2 separate regions of the Zea mays genome follow, and region 2 is linked to region 1. Evidence: chromatin contacts called from public Hi-C data. All regions are on one chromosome and are shown on one strand. Each heading gives the region's core, a stretch centred on a gene start, on an enhancer-like site or on the middle of the called end of the contact. The rest is flanking DNA. Distances are from core to core; before and after follow the strand shown.

Region 1 (2,774 bases), core at 90-2,589:
AGTTTAATTTGCAGGGCAATTCTTGATTGCCTGAACTACTGCTTGCTCCACCGCGTGCGCGTCGATGATGAGGCCCCCATCTACTACTACTTCCTGGAATGACAACAAACAAAGCAGCAAATAAACCAAGAGAGATTAAAGAAGCAAGACAAAGAAGTGATTAAATCATGCATGCGTACTACCGCGTTTGCGGCGGTACGCGCGGTGTAATAATGTGTACTCGTTCGCAGTCGCATCGCACCTCTCCTACAGCTTCTAGCCGAAAGGAACCAGCGCAGGTAGCCCTAGCCTCGAGCACCGTGAGTCCGATGTCGTCGAAGGCCTCGAGGACGGAAGCGAGTAGCCCGGCCGGCGGCGGGCCGCAGCTCTCGTCCATGAACACACTGACGAGGAAACGGCCCTTCTTGTCCAGCAGGACTCCCACACTCACCGACGACGACGACGGTTGTTGTTGGCAGACACCAGTAGTGGCGTGCTGCGGAGACGACGATGCCATCTCTTGGCTTAGCTTCGCGATCTTCTGCTTTAGTTCCTTGATGTACGATGACGCGTCCGCTATTATCGACACTTTATCCCCCTGCGTGACACACACGTACGTGTTGCATATAACTTGACAGCATCGGAATGGTCTGAAAGGTGAATGGTACGTAGATATACACACACAGCATGACTGATATGTGAATAATATTGGTACGAAAGCATCTGTTCTTTCAGAGAAAACATACGCAAGGCATGAATGGCTGTGTGGATAAACAAACTGATGAAATGATGAATGTAAACGACGATCATTGCCTCATACGTGAAAGAAAACAACAACTGAAGGAAAAACAGTTAACCGTGCATGACACACTAGCTATTATTAGCTTGAGATTCTTTCACCTACATAACTAGCTAGAGCACGATGAGTGTTCTTTCAGAGAGAGAGAGAGAGAGAGAGAGAAAACGAGAATTCGTGTTCACGTACATAACAAGAGGTCGATGGATGAGTAATCATCAAGAAGAAGAATGAACAACATGTGAAAGAGAAAAGGAGATGACGACAGTTACCGCATGAGAGTGAGTAACGCTGCGGAGAATCTTGAGCTTCTCATGCAAAGCTCCTCGCTTATTCTGCTCCTTGGAAACCATCACCCTCGGCCTCTCCAGTTTGCCTCTCTCTCTCTCTCTCTCTCTCTCTCTCTCTCTCTCTATCTGCGATGTTGCCCGCTCTCTCTGCTTTCTGAGTCTCCTCTTGCGGCGAGCACAGCTATATATATATAGAGGCATTTGTCCGCACAAGAACCCTGGGACTGGGAGGACGTACGGAGAGACGCGGTTATGCATGGGAGTCGCGTTTACAGTCGCAAAGTCTAACGAAAATGGCTGCACTTAATGTAGGCACAGTTTTGTAACAAAAACTAATATTTTTACCATTAGCAACACGTACGGTTCAGGATTAATCAAGGAAAAAAATAAAATAAACGAGAGCCTGGTTAATTAGACGAGGAAAGATATATAAGCGCGTGGTGGCCGATCGATGCACATTATATTCCTAGCTAGCTCCACATGAGGCCAGGCCAATGCAAGTCTCGGTCTGCAAGGCACTCGCGCTCTTTACTCTCGTAATAACCAGAATGCTTGGGGCTCATTCACACACACACAAGCACACGAAAAAGTACAAAGGAATGTACTTTTTCGTCACATGACCTCTGACCGAACCACACACTGCACAGGATGGTTACAAAACATCGAATTCCCGCCCCTGATCGTGTCCATAAACAAATGGCTCCTACATTCTCTGCCACCATTATTACTATACTATATGCCAATAATAATGCAGTGTACATGCCATATGACCAAAGCATATGACAAGAGGGGTTGGGGCGAGGCACACACGGGCACGGCCACCACATCATCATCATGCATATGTACATACACCACCCGGCCTGTGCATTGATCACTACGTACTACATACTGTGCAGAGCTCCCAGCTTTCCAGCTCCCCTGCAGATTATCTCGATCGCTAGCTCTTTCATTAGCGTTGGTGTTAGAATCAAGTATATACATATTCTGTCAGTCTCATCATGCATGCGCATATATACATACATAGAGCGTTGATTGCTAATGAAGTACAGGAAGGAAACAAAGCTTGCAGCATCACGCACGTCCGTCCGCTAGCGACCGAGCTCTGCTGCCACCACGAAGAAGCCTCCATATACGTTTTCCCAGCTGGACACACACACACACGCATGCATGCATGCGTACACGAGGGGAGAGCATATATCAGCAGCATGCACATGTATGTATGTATACATACAAGCTAGCGTACGCGCGCGCCCGGAATAAGGCTCGCGGGAGAGGCCGCCCTCGTGAGCGCGCAGCTTTGGCGCCATCCCTCCCGTGCTCGCATACTACAGGCCTCCCGTGATCAGCCAGGCCAGAGCACCGCCCCACGGCCGCCAGAGCCCATGCACGCCGGCCGCGAGCCGCCCGTTGCTAGGTCAGGTGGCTGGCTCTGGCTCCATCATCAGGGTGAGGGTCGCATCTGCCTGCCTGCATGCGACCACACGCTCGCTCGCGCGGCGTATGCACGATGTCTCGAACCCGCAGCCCGGCCTCGATCACGGTTCGCGTCCAGTGTGGCCAACAGCACTGCAGCAGCGCGGCCCGTGCCCTCTGGCCTCTCTCTGGAGCAAATAAAGCCAGCCAGCCCGGCGAATGGGTGTCCGTCACGTAGGCTGCGCGCGGCCGCTCCGAGCCATATGCCCCGTGTGTGACGAGAGTGAGCTATATAT
Region 2 (2,715 bases), core at 45-2,544, 200 kb before region 1:
AGGAAGGTGAAGAGCGCCTCCCAGAAGTAGCCCTGGCCGATGCCGCTGAAGTCGAGCGCGCCGGCCGTGGACCGAATCCGGTGCACGTCGAACACCTTCTTGAAGTAGTGGAAGCTGTCGTCGCCGGCGGGCGTGTCCGGGAACGCGGTGACGGCGGTGTGGCGCGGCCAGGACACGAAGGTCACGAACAGGATGCCGTAGATCAGAGCGCCCTTAACGCGCTTGATGAGGCAGAAGGCGATGATGAGGAACCCCACGACGGCCAGCCAGAACGTCGGGGAGGTCATTCGCCCCGAGAGGCAGAGTATGCCGCCGGAAACGGTGCCACCCGGCATCAGCGCCACCGTGCCGTTGGGGAACGTCAGCACTGGCGCCACAGACGCGCGCTGCGACGCTGGGCACGCACCCAGAGTGACCAGCGTCGACGAGCTGAACCCCACGAGCCCCACGCCCTCGTTGCTCTGCAGCCCGATGAACGCCAGGAATAGCCCGATCCCCGCGGACGCCGAGATCCGCACAGGTGTGGGGATGAACTGCGCGAGCTTGGACCGCAAGCCCACGATGGAGATAAAGAGGAAGATGAGGCCCTCGAGGAAGACCGCCGCGAGCGCCGTGCGGTAGGGGAGCGTGCCGGAGCCGTGGAAGCCGACAACCGTGTAGGCGAAGTAGGCGTTGGTGCCCATCCCGGGTGCTAGCGCGATGGGGAGGTTGGCGAAGGCGCCCATGATGAAGGACCCGATCACGGACGACGCCGCGGTGGCCACGATCAGGTCCCGGCGGACGCGCGCCACGCAAGCGGCGTACCCGGGGTCCACGGGCGGGAACTTGCACCCTGGGGACGGCACGTCGCAGTCGTCCACCGTGCACGTGGCGCCGGAGTCGGAGAGGATGGATGCGTTGACGGCGAGGATGTAAGCCATGGTGAGGAACGTGGCCGTGCCGGCACGCAGCTCCGTGGTGAACGTAGTCCCGCGCGCTGCGAGGCGGAACCGTCGCCCCACCCATGACCGCTCCACCGCCGCGTTCAGCTGACCCAGCTTCGTCGTGGTCGTGGCCGTGGCCGATGCTGACGCCGCAGCGTGCTCCCCGCTGCTTGTACTCGGGATGATAGAGAGGGCCATGACGGCGCGTATAGGGTGTGTGTGTGCGTGGAGCGCGTGCGTTTGGGATCTTTTTAACGAGGTGATGTGGGTGCACCGTGGGCGTGGGGAGTCAAAGGCTGAGGTAGTAGTACAGTCAGGTGAGAGGAAAATATCAAAGAAATTTCCGAATAAAAAACTTTATATTATTATTTATATAATGTTTGGGATCTTCTTATCTGTTTTGTTTTTTGTTTCGGTGTCTGAATGATGTGGGCAGCCAAAGACCAAGCATCGTGCTTGGTTATCCTTTTCGCTACTACTATGAATATGAATTGGGTGAAAGCCTCTGCGATTGGACATGAAGGAACTTTTTGGTTTTGGCTTTATTGGGGTTTGTTGGGAGAATTTGGGAGATCTTTTTGGACTTGTTGAGGTGATTGATTGCGTGATTTAAACCAACACGAGACTTTTTTATGGATGTGAGCTTTGGCTTAATGATTTGAGTGGAGACAATATAGTGTTTTCTACAAGAAGGTTATATATATTGTATATTATGAGTCTCGTGTTTTTAATAACTAGAGGAATCTCCACCTCAAGCAAACCTAGGCTCCAGGTCGTCTATAAAACATAGCAGAGACTACTAGAGATTAGGGTTTCAACTGTGGCAGTTGAGCGAGGCACAAGCGAGTGGTATGGTTCGACGACGGCGGTGCAAGCGCCAAACACCTGACGGTGGGCCGGTGGCTACGGGCCAACGTGAGTGTGAGGCTTGTCGTTCGGCGCGACATCAAGGCTCGGTTGCGAGCTGTGGCGGCAGCGCGACAATGCAGGTTTGACCGCGGCACGGGCAAGCGTGTAGTAACCGGTGGTGAGCGCTGAGTCAGGCCTCTGGTGGCTACAGGCGTAGCTAGTCATGCCCTGGCGGCTCAACAAGGACGTGGTGGGTCGATCTAGCGAGAGAGGCATCCCTTGGCGACCGGATCCCCTGGTGGCTCGATAAGGAGGTGGCGTGTCACCTATTTCAAGATTGATCTAGGCTAAGCACGCTTAACCTAGAGGTTCTTTCGAGACAGACTTTCGAAAAAAAGATGCACCTTATTTGTATGAGTACTCTACTAATTCTATTGAGTCTTAGACCAAGATATCACATAATCCACATGGGCCAGGATATGACAATCCCCCTTAGAAGACCAACGTCCTCGTCGGTCAACCCCAACCCAGAAACCTCCCCCTCTTGGCCATGTATGTGTGTCAAGTGTCGTCATATACCATGCGATGTGACCACTCTGTCCCACATGCATGATGCACCATATGCCTGAACTCCTAGCTCACACATGCTCGTGAAACCGCGAGGGACGACTATGATACCATTTGAAAAACTCCGTCCACTTCCGGACTGATGGTACTTACTCCTCACAGCCCTCTAGGATCATAGACCATTAACACAAATCAACACAAGTCTTTTGTGTGCACTTTGTCCTCACTCATGCGCACCCGAGAAGACTTTATGGTCGCTCACCCATCCTAAGATTGTTCTACGCCAAGCATGTTTAACCTAGAGGTTCTTTTGAGATGGGCTTCCAAAAAGAAGACATACCTTGTTGGTATGAGTACTCTACTAATTCTATTAAGC

What was found. Hi-C and Micro-C count contacts between places; a contact is called where the count stands out from the background.
Region 2: a contact with region 1 is called in a Hi-C map of ear, with 2.5 times the contacts expected there. The contact joins the promoter of LOC100280431 here to the promoter of LOC100274843 in region 1. A contact is called at or near these places in 7 of 25 Hi-C or Micro-C datasets (bundle sheath, ear, endosperm and 3 more).

The regions. Positions count from the first base shown.
Region 1 is chr6:153,134,684-153,137,457 of Zm-B73-REFERENCE-NAM-5.0, reverse strand. It overlaps LOC100274843, which reads right to left and starts at 1,339. Exons shown (of 3, transcript XM_008649395.4): 1 at 1,048-1,339; 2 at 242-577; 3 at 1-93. The coding sequence starts at 1,323. The coding sequence ends at 4.
Region 2 is chr6:153,336,901-153,339,615 of Zm-B73-REFERENCE-NAM-5.0, reverse strand. LOC100280431 reads right to left here and starts at 1,294. Exons shown (of 1, transcript NM_001153353.2): 1 at 1-1,294. The coding sequence starts at 1,121.